Regions from separate parts of the Mus musculus genome. Here region 1 is linked to region 2. Evidence: chromatin contacts called from public Hi-C data. All regions are on one chromosome and are shown on one strand. The core of a region is the stretch at or near the end of the contact, and the rest is flanking DNA. Distances in the headings are between cores, read along the strand shown. Region 1 has its middle 60 kb from the start of 4921525O09Rik. Region 2 has its middle 50 kb from the start of Gadd45g.

What was found. Hi-C and Micro-C count contacts between places; a contact is called where the count stands out from the background.
Region 1: a contact with region 2 is called in a Hi-C map of liver, with 5 times the contacts expected there. The contact joins two enhancer-like sites. A contact is called at or near these places in 3 of 484 Hi-C or Micro-C datasets (bone marrow-derived macrophages, liver and uterus), 3 of 115 datasets of contacts at active chromatin or transcription factors (effector CD8 T cells, large pre-B cells and memory CD8 T cells) and 1 of 9 other capture datasets (embryonic stem cells).

The regions. Positions count from the first base shown.
Region 1 is chr13:52,153,646-52,159,480 of GRCm38.p6, forward strand. No RefSeq gene overlaps it. Among named protein-coding and RNA genes, the nearest start is that of 4921525O09Rik, 60 kb to the left of the region's middle. Within about 2 kb of position 1,981, at least 116 of the 459 cell types and tissues checked have an H3K27ac peak or open chromatin away from gene starts, as enhancers often do. A contact at or near this core is called in liver, where this site is marked.
Region 2 is chr13:51,893,961-51,899,238 of GRCm38.p6, forward strand. No RefSeq gene overlaps it. Among named protein-coding and RNA genes, the nearest start is that of Gadd45g, 50 kb to the left of the region's middle. Within about 2 kb of position 3,776, at least 7 of the 459 cell types and tissues checked have an H3K27ac peak or open chromatin away from gene starts, as enhancers often do. A contact at or near this core is called in liver, where this site is marked.

The sequences.
Region 1 (5,835 bases), core at 731-3,230, 260 kb after region 2:
TAGGAAACCTTACCCCCAACACACATCAACCTCCGTTGTCCCTGCCCAAAATAACAAATCAGCTTCCTGGAAGGGCCTTGCTCAAACCTGGGAGCGACGTCAGCCTGCCCTCTGCCTGTGCGTATGAGGGCTGACCTTCTGAGATCAAACATTGTCCTGTCCAAGAGTCCCTTTGCCTAGAAATGTTCCTGCCTGGTGCAGATCCCTGTTTCCCTCAGCAGCCTGGCTGATTGTCTTCCCAGGGGGACTTGCCCAGTTCTGCTCTGAGCCACAGCTCTGCCAAAGTAAACCACATAGACTTACAAACAGTTTAAAATTCATTTTTCCTAGATGAGCTAAAGATGCATAAGGGAGAGAGAGGAACTTCATTTTTTTAAAAGTGTGTATGTGGGGGAGGGTCTTTTAGTATTATTATTAATAAGATCATGATGGTGATGAGAACAGGGATGTTTCAGAGGCTGGGGATGACCTGTCAGCTATACAAGACACATCTGTGACAGAGAAGAATCCATAGTGGCTCTCGCATACTGGAAGTCCTGGTGGCAGAGCTGAGAACCCATCACGTTGCAGGGATGTCAAACAGTATTGAACAGAGCTGTGAGCCAGGGTCTGCTGCTGGCACAGCACTTGGTTCTTCCAGACAAACAGGCCAGTTTCCCAGGATTTTGCAAGCAGCAGATGAGACCTGAATGATCACACACCAGATCTTGGCAGGGATTTGCTGTCCCTGTTTGCAAGATTGTCCCAGATTGGATCACAATGTACATAGAGATGGCTCTGAAATTCCCTCAGAGAACAAATTCCTCAATACAACTCTTCATCTGGAAATTTACCTAGCCACCCCCACCCCCGTCCACAAAAATGCTAACGTTTTTAAACTTGAAGGTGCATCAGAGGGGCCAGATGCAGTAGCAGACACATCTGTAAGCCCAGCATTCTTACAGTGAGATGGGAGGCTAAGACAAGGAGCCACAGAAGCGTGAGGGTCAGCTAGCCTTGGAGTGTGCAGTAGGGGACAGTAAGAGTGTCTCAGGCAAAAAGTCCCTGTATGGTTTAATAGGACCAGCAGAGGTTGTCCTGTGATCTCCACCCATGAGCTGTGGTATGCTTCCTCAGCCATGTTAATAAAGAGGGCAAGAATAAAAACAGTGATCAGCTGAACAGATTGGTGTTACCATTTATTTGGTGCATCCCAACACCCTGCTAGCATCTCTGTTTGCTTTGTGTCTGCACGCTCCACTCCTCTCTGGGGGGACGGAGAGTGCAAGGGGACTTGATTTTACTCCAGGGTGCACGTTTAGCATGGAAGCCACGGCTGCCTGCAGCAAGCAAGCAGGAGGGTGGAGGAGACTGTAGCCTCTGCTGGACACTGTGAATCGGTGCTTGTTCTGTGCTTACAATGAACATCATCACCATAGAAACCTGGCAAGAGCTGTGTAAGAGTCTGCAGCCTTCGCCAGATGAATGTTTTGCTGTTAGGATTTGCTGTGGTCCTATTAAATCATACGGGGTGTTTTTCTGCCGGGCAACAGGCGCTGTCATAAAATGCATCCATCATCAGATCCTCACGCCACCCGTTGACCAGCCCCATGGTGCGTGTTGACATAAGCGGGCTGCAAACGGCACCCACAGCTGCAGGCTTGTGACAGGGACTCCCTTGCAACAGGTGTATGCTTTAAAGGACCCTGAACCTGGATTTACAGTGAGGCCAGCTGCTGCCTTTGGGACTGACCATTTGTCATCTCTAGATGGGTCACCCTCCTAAAAGACTAGCTTGTTGGAAATTCTATCCTCACCCATGGGACCCTGTCATAATTTTCTTTTTGCTGGCTTCTGCTAGCAGGGAGAAAAGAAGCTGAACAGCTTGCCCAAGCTTTAAGTTACAAAATCAACCAAACAAAACACTCACTTAGACCAGGCAGTACTGAAACATTCCAGAGATCTGAGAGTCCCAAGGTTGGTTAGGAACAAGGTCCTTGCCTCCTCTGGCAGAGTCCAGAGGTGACACCCAGCTCTGCTTTGTACAGCAGAAAGCATCAGCTCTGAACACCATGGCCCGCTAAATGTCCTCCACAAGAAAAATATTGTGGGCAGTTTCTATTCTGGGAGGAACTTTTGGTAAACAAAAACTTTATCCGGGTGCCACTCATCACTGTACTGAAGAAGGGGAAAAGACTTGAAATAGCCAAGTGGACGATTTTGGTTGGCTCAAAGCCCGAGTTCTTCTACCAGCTTGGGTACTTTGAGACCCACACTCACAGAGTGCTCTTGGAGCTTCCTGACAAAGTTTAACTTGAGTGGCGCAGGCATGTACAGTTTTCTTTCTCAAAGTGAAAGTGACACGTGTTCAGAGGAGACCAGGAAGACGTAAGAATGTAAATCAATAAACGGTTTGCAGAACTGACCCACAACCTCCTGACCTATATATAACTGAAGGCCTACTGACTTGCGGTGTTCGTTCCTCTTGCAGAGAGACTTAGAGAAACAAGAGGAAACATTTGGAAGCTGGGGATCCAATTAATGAGGATTAGAGTCAGGTCTGGAAGTCCAGATGTCATAGCAACAGAATTAGGGTTAGGTAACATCCAGCTATATTGTCTTTCTCTAAGAAGCCTGGAGAGGCCAGAGGGAAGTGACGACCTGGGAAGGTGTGCTCTACCTAGGATCCCTCTGTCCTTTACATCGGTGGCTCTTGGGGGCTGAGGATGACCTTAGAGAACCTGCCTAGCATGCGTGAGGTCCTGAGTTCAATCCCCGGCACTGGAAGTAAAACAACTTACAAGGTCCAGCCAGAACTACTCAGCCTCCTTCAGTGTCAGGCACACACTTGCAGAGATGTATACAAGAATGCAGGGGGCTTGGGAGATGGGTCTCCATCCAGTGGGGAGCCCCAATCCCTAGGTTTGTGGTGTGGAGCTAGAGAGTCTTATGTCTCAGAACCTGCAGCTGCAGGGGTCTCAGAGTTCAACAGGTAGGGAGAAAGAGCCTCTTGGGCTCCAGCTCCCTTGGCTGACAGGGCTCTCTCACACAGAAGAGTTCACGCCTGGGCTGCTAATTGGATGGGTGTAGACCTTAGCTATCACAAGAGGATAGGCTAAGGGTCTCGTGGCCTCTTTCCTTCTTTAGGAAATTGAAATTACAGATCTAGACTAAGCCTCAGATGAATAGGAGTGTCCATCTCTGCACATGTCTGCTAGGGTGGGGTTGGGGCGCAGCCTCTGGGGCACTAGTTATGGGTCCACAGTGGGGATCCTGAGAAGCCTGGACTCTATCTTTGCGGGAAGCTTCAACCCCTAAAGCAAAGGTAGTATTTGGTCTCGGGAAAGACGCCTGGATGGAATTTGGGGTCCGGGCTCTTTCCTCCAGGCATGGGAGATACAGCACTGAATAAATATAGACAGGACTTGTGTTCTTGGAAGGATTTATTTTATTGTTGTTCTGTTTGTTCATCTTTTTTATTTATTTAAAGTCTTGCTATGTAGCCTTAGATGATTTAGAACTCACTGTGGACCAGATGGGCCACAAACTTATAGAGCTCAATCTGCCTCTGCCTCCTGAGTGCTTGGATTAAAAGCATGTACCACCCACTATATGTATTAGTTAGGGTTTTCCAGAATAGCAGAATTTATATATGGGACACACATATGCACACATGTGTATGTATGTGTATACATGTGTATGTGTGTGTGTGTGTGTGTGTGTGTGTGTGTGTGTGTGTGTGTGATTTATTGGAATCACTTACAGACTATGATCCAACTAATCCAACAATGTCAGACTATGAATGGGAACCCCAAGAATCCAATAGTTAATCCGTTCCCAAGGCTGGATGTCTCAGTTGGTCTTCAGTAGATGCTAGAGTTCCAGAGAAATAGGCTCTAATGCCAATGAAGGAATGGACTTGCTACCAAGACAAGAGCAAGCAGGCAAAGAGCAAAAGCTTTCTTCTTCCATGAATTTATATAGGCTTCCAGCAGGTGTGGCATGGATTATAGGTGTGTCTTCCTGCCTCAAGGTCCAGATCAAAGGTGAGTATCTCTCTACTTCAAAGGTCTAGACTAGATATAGATTCACCTCCCAGGTGTTCCCTTCATTTCTGGATTGTAGTTTTTTCCAGATGTAGTCAAACTGACAATGAAGAATGTCCATCATACAGTGGGAGGAAGATGTAGTCAAACTGACAATGAAGAATGTCCATCATACAGTGGGAGGAAGTGTTTCGGAAGAACCCTTTTCCCCAGCAGCTCACGGCATTTCTCCCTCTAGATTTTTTGATGTATTCCAGAATATTCCAGAAGCCTCTAGGACTTTCCACTGTCTTCCTGTAACCCAGGTTGCCCCTTAGGAAGGGAACACAAAGTGTTGCTACAGAAAGACAAGATTTCAAGTTCTCTTTGAAAGAATATTTAATTTCAAAACAGCACCAGGAAACCTAGGCTAGGCAGGGGACCCCATAGTATGACCTAGGATACCATCTAAAATCCTAGAGTAAAACACAGGGAGCAAGAGTCAGTGTACAGCTCAGATGAACAACTCAGCCCCATGCTGGTACTCCTATATATACTACGTATGGGCCTACAGTCTGGACAAAACAACTCTCACAAGGCAGAAAGCAAGTTAAGGCATGCCTGTTCCAGCCTCATGTCTGTGGCCATGAAACCTTGTGCAGAACCTCACCTTGCTACATCCACTCATGTAGTGACTCGCGTGACAGGCCTAGAAGCCTGGAAGCAGTCCCAAGGCAAAGAGTTTCATGGAAACTTAGCTTCCTGGAACCTTGGCATTCCCATAGCACATATGCTCCAAACCTATCCTGGAGTTAGTTTGGTGTATGGATCTGTCTGCTCTCTTTCAGTATTGTTTTATTATAAGTGCCTTTAAGGATTGATTTTGACATACAGCTAAGCCTTCGCCAGTGTTCCAATGTCCTAGGAAGTCCTTGAGCTGACCTTGAGCTTGGAATTCAGTAAGAAGGTTACCTATTCAGTAACATTCAAATTTACCTCTAGTAGAGACAGTGAAAGTAATCAGGCATCACAATTTACTTGAATAGAGCTAGAAATCTCAGGGCTAGTCTACATAGTAATTACTTAGGACAATAGCCAAGTTACTCCCATACACACTTTGCTTGCTTAGAAAAATTACATTCAGATATGCACTCTCTCTGTGTCTGTGTCTGTTTGTCATCAGCACCAACTCCTTGCTTGCCTGTAACCAGAACCCTGAGTTTTCCTGCAGATCGAGGACCCGACTGAGGTTCGTCTGCAGCATCACCTCTTTTCCTATAGCTTGAGGATGTTGACCTCCTAGATCCTGGACTTAGTGAAATGGACAGAGCTGCTCTCCAGTTAGGACTGTAGGCACCTGTAGGTAATAGGTTGTAGGTTGTAGGTAGTAGGTAGTGGGCAGTGGGCAGTGGGCAGTGGGCTGTAGGTTGTAGGTTGTAGGCAGTGGTATCCCTCTGTGCCAGGCCCATTCTCACCTTGGGAATACTTTAGGAGAACCCACAAAAATTCTTATGAACCAGAACCCAGGTCACTGAACCAGACAGCACAGAGCAGAACAGGAAGCTAAGGGTGCCACAGGGGCAGATGATCATCAGAGCAAAGAGCCTTACACCCAAGTGTTAGTGGACGCTCAGATATTTTGTAACACTCTGTGTGGATTTCTGTGTCACTCGTGGGTACTTTATTTATTTGGAAGCTAGGATTTATTTGAAACCTATGACTAGGATTCTTTTGAACATATATTTTGATTAAACATATGTTTATTAGGGACTTTTTGCATTAGTGAGATGAAATACTATGTTAGTCTATGGAGATATCTTAAGACTAACTT
Region 2 (5,278 bases), core at 2,526-5,025:
GAAGTAAGGAGAGACTAGCAACTCTTCTTTCAGTGGGAGATCCTGGAGCAACTCAGAGTCACATGATAGATGTACTTAAAGCTTTGGTTGCACAGATTCCCCAGGACATGGATTCTGAAGGAGCTGAGAAGAAGAGGATCTGACTCTGAATGAGAGACCCAGTCAGTAGTAGGGCTGTACCCTAGATTGTGAGCAGGTACATTAAACATACATCTCTGTAGAAGTAGCCATGCTTTCACCTGCCCTCTCACCTCACTAGACCTTGGAACACTGTACCTGTTCCATGTTGTTCAGGGAGAAAGCTCAAAGACTCTTATTTGGTGAAAGACCTGTGAAATGAATATTTGAGTCACCCAAGAGTCTTGCCAAGTATGCACCTGAGCATCTTTCAGGGAAGCCATAGCAGGACAAAACATTCGAATACCCATACAAAGCTTTCTACCAGCTACTGGGGACTTGCTAGGAGGGAAATGGTAGTCAGCTCTGAACAGTGAGATAATATTGTGTTGCTCAAATGGGGCCATTCAGAGTACAAGAAAATACTTTTAGAATCAAAACTATGTCGCAGGAGGAAGAGGAAATATCATACTAGTTTACAAAATAATGTGAGGTAAAACATTCAGAAAAAATAGAAAAGAGGAAACATAAAGATATAGATAGACAAGAGGAAAATGAAAGAATAAATCAAAGGAGTATGTATGACAAGAGAGGAATCCAGGAAAAGAATAATCATAGACATTTGTCAAAATCTAAGAGGGATTTCCAGATCAAAAGAGTCCTCAACTGTTCAGCACAGTGTAGATTCTGGAAATTGGGTAAAAAGATTAACTGGTGTTTTGCACAGCAAGCCAGACATCAGCTACAATCCCAGAATTTTATACCTAGCCAAACTATCTGTAAGATGTAATCTACCAAAGCAAATTTGCTGATAGAAACGTTAGTTGACTTTGTGAATATAGAATCTTCAAGAAGTAACTTTAGCCCATTGGGTATATCATTAATCTCAAGTTTACACCCACCCTCCTGCTTGCATGTTCTGCTTTAAGGGTCCTACTTTTCTCTGTGACCAAATTTTTCAGGACCAGGTTTCACACCTCAGTGCTTCTTTGGGTCCAGAGGCTACTTCAGAATTGAAAAGAGCCACTTTGTTCAGAAAAGAAAAATTCAACAAGTGAGATTGTGCTGACTGTCCTGGGGTTTCACAGGGACCTGGAGACACTCACCCTCTTTTTTCTCTTCCTTCATCCCATGCTTCATGTGCACATATACACTATTAGACTCGAGTTTCCCAACTGCCTTAGAATCTCTTCAGGGAAAAGAGAGATAGTGCCAATTCACCCGCATCCCACTTGGAACATTGGACCTTGGGTGTTTTGATTTTAGTTAGTATAGATTCTTCCAGGTATTTTAAATATGTTTACAATTAAGCATTTGCATCTATGGATGTTGTGTGGGAGGGCTCATACCTGTACCTGAGCAATCTCATGTCCATGTAGTATGTTTAAGAAAAATCCATTCTTATTTTCCATATTGTATTTTATTTATAACATATATTTTACTTTTAATTATGTGTGTTTGTGAATGTCTCTGTGTAGCATGTGCACATGAGTACAAGTACCCATGGAGGCCGGAGGGGAACATTAGATCCCCTAGAGCTGGAGTTACGATTGGTTGTGAGCTGCCTTCTGTAGGTGCTGGGAAAGCAAACTTGGATCCTTTGCAAGAGCAACTTGTGCTTTTAATCATTGACCCATCTCTCCAGCCAGCATAATCCATATTTTAGATTGTAGCATAACTTTTCTGCTGCATGGTTTCTCACAGGCTGAATCATGGGTCTCCATCTGTATTTACAGAAGCAGATTCTTCTCACTGGTTTGTCTCCTCGGACTCGGTCTTTGAAATGAGAGCATTTTCATTAACTTAAATGAGCCTTGCTCTTGGCCAGTTAGGTTGTTTTGAACTTTTGTACACACACACACACACACACACACACACACACACACACACACACACACACACACACATACACACACACACACACACTATACCTGGAGGAATGTATATATGTGTGTACATATGTGTACAATGTATAACCACTAGGAATATGTCTATAGAATAGATTTTTCTTTTTGTGTGTGTGCATGCTTATGCATATGTGCAGGTGCATGCGGAAGCCATGGGTCGATGCCACAAATCCTCAATCAATCTTCCAACTTATTGAGGCAAGTTTTCTCAATCAAATCCAGAGCTCACAGATACACCTACTCTCATTAGCCAACTTCATTAGGATCCCATCTCTCTCTCTTTGGGGGCTTGAATTATAGTCAGGCATCCAGACCCACCTGGGATTTACATGGTGAAGGTACTCTGGCCAGCTTGAGCATGGCAGGGAAGGCTCTGGCAGGCCTTATTCTTCTCCCTGATTACCTCTGCCTTGATAAAACCCGTTAGATTACATTCCTAAAGCTAGCCCCCAAGGTCTACTCCCTTATATAGCCACTTCCTCCTCCTGAGACTGAATACCAAGGTCCAGCTATCAAAGTATTGAAGTCAAACCATCAAAAGCCCCCTTTGGATCATCTAATTAACATGCTCAATTACAATTAAACACCTCACCCTTACATGAGGTCTCCCCTTTTACCTTTATAAACCGACATTTGCCTATGGGCCATGCGTGTTTCCTCTCTATCCAGAGGCAGTCCTTTGTCCTTTTCTGAGACAAATACTCTTTCTTCCTTGTTTCCTTCCCCCTGTCTCTCATCCTCTATGTCCTGTGGTTGTCCCTTATTCTTGCCCTCTGTCCCTCTGGGACAAGTAAATTTCCTTTTTGCTGAGAACATGATCTTAGGGATCCTAATCCAATATTTTTCCTTTCACATGGCTTCTGGATATTTGAACCATGTTCCTTAGCCTTGTGAGCAAGCACTTCAACCACCGATCCATCTCTCCAGCCCTTAGAGTAGATTCTTAGAAGCAGAACTCTTAATTCAAAGGTGTGCATATATTTTCATTTTTAAGAAGTTATTGTGACGTTATTCTCTAATATTGTTTACTAACTGATGCTTCCACCCACAGAACAAGGAGATGCCAGTTTCCCCATGTGTTTATAATGTGCTTATGATATTTAAATAATAAAGATAGAACAGAAATAGTACTCCAAGTTTACTTTAATCTTCATATAAGTAGGGTGAACTTGTGTCTTTTTGACCAACTTATTTTTGTTGTTGTTGAAAGTTTCTGTTTCCTTGTAGGCATGTGTGTGTGTGTATTTTGGACAGGGTCTTACATAGTTAAAGCATTTTGCCTACCCAGTGCATTCAAATTCACTTCTTAGGAAAATCTATGACACATTAAAGTAAACTCTATCCTTTGACTCAGTAAAGCAGAAGAAACTATTGTACTGTGAGGCACAAAAACTCTTACGTTGCTTTAAACTCACTCTGTGGCCAACACTGTCCAGCTTCCACTGCCTGTGCTGTGATGATAGGTAAATGTTATCCTATCACATTCTGATTATTTGATACAGTGGATCAAATCTAGGGCATTGTGGGTGGTAGATACCGCTTGGTCAACTGAGCTACATCTCCGGCTCTTCCTTTGCATGTATTATTTAATAACTTGCATTAACGTTAATAGCTTCAATAAACAGACTCAAAAATCAAAGAACCAAACAAAATCAAGGTCCATTTCTTGTTTACTCTGAGTCTCCAGCCTGCAGCTGCACTGTGGACCCCGTGGCCTTTGGGGTGGCAGTAGTGGAGAAGGGAGGAGTCTGGGGACACATGGTATGGGCTGACCCAGATCTGTGAGTTATGTCAGCTGATGAGCTGTCTGGTGACCAAGAACTGGTGGATCTCTGTGTCACCTGCCAGGGAGGCAGGACACTCTCCCTACTGCTGGAGTTTGTCTTTGTGGGTAAAGCCTTGGCTTCCCCGTAGCTGCCAAGTTAGGTAATGTCTGGCAAGGTCTTGCTTTGCCTATAGTTTAGCAGAGCTGTCTTTTGTTATTAATTGCACAAGACTTTTGATATAGCCTGGTCGTTAGCCCTTAGTCTTGTGGAAGGTTTCCCCGTGCTTTTCTGCTCTGTTTTATAGCTCTTGCTTGTCCCGGCCTACACATGCTTTCTGCGTGACTGGCTTCTGGGTCCCCATCTTCTCCTGACGCCGTCCACATTCTGAGCTCTGCCTAACAAGGTTACATCTACCAGGGTCATGAACACCTCACCCACACCTTCCTGTGGCTTCGAATGCACTTTTAGAGATTGAATTCTAGTGTTTGTTTTTATGTATGTCCTTGGGGATTTCTGTAATGGCTTTTACCTTTCTGCTAAACTTGCTGCTGACGTCCAGGTGACCAGATGCTGGGGATGCATTTGTATGCACCTTTGGTTGCTCTCTCTGGCTACCCATTCTCCAGCTCCTTCCTGGGGCTGACTCTGACTGTCAAGTACCCTCCCAGGCCTGATTCTTGCCTGGCTCCTTTTCACCTCCAGCTCTGGTAGACAGCTCACCTCCTTGTTCCTAATTCCCTTCTCTCCCACCTGGCTGTAGGATTCCTCTCCAGATGCCCACAGCTCCCTTGGTATTCCTGGCTCCAGCCTGCTCTTCTGATTGCTCATCTACTGCCTGACTCCTTTGCATTTACCCACATACTTTCCCCCTTCCTGATCTACATGCTCTGAGCCCTTGCCACAACCTCCACCTTGGGACACACCCTGATCTCTACCTTGGGACACACCCTGTCTCTACCATCTGAAGCACAGTTCTTGCTGAGGAGTGACAAACTAACTTTCCACCACATCCCAAAGGGACCCTTGCTCCAGAGCAGCCATGTTTTGTGGGAAGCCGCAAACGCCATTACAAGATGGGGCTGGCTACCACTGGCCACCGCCCATGATTATGGGTAAACAACCAATGTGCACATGTGCATAAGAGTTTTTTTGCCAAGTCACTGCCTGGCCCGACGCATATTAATGAGGTACTGGTAGCATAACCAATCAGGTATGGACACGTCACTCCTAGGCCTATATAAGCAGCACTATTTCTGGGCTCAGGGTCTTTCGCCTATGCAGTCAATGCTCTCCCAATAAACGTGTGCAGAAGGATCCTATTGTGGCGTCGTTCTTGCTGGCGAGTCGGGCGCTCACAATGTTTCCCTTTCCAATTCCTCATTACCGCATACTGTTTGCAAATTTCATTGTCTGGATAACGTCCCCCAATTTCCTTAGCAGCCAACTTGACTTATGTCTCTCTATAGCCCCACTGCACAGACCTGCCCA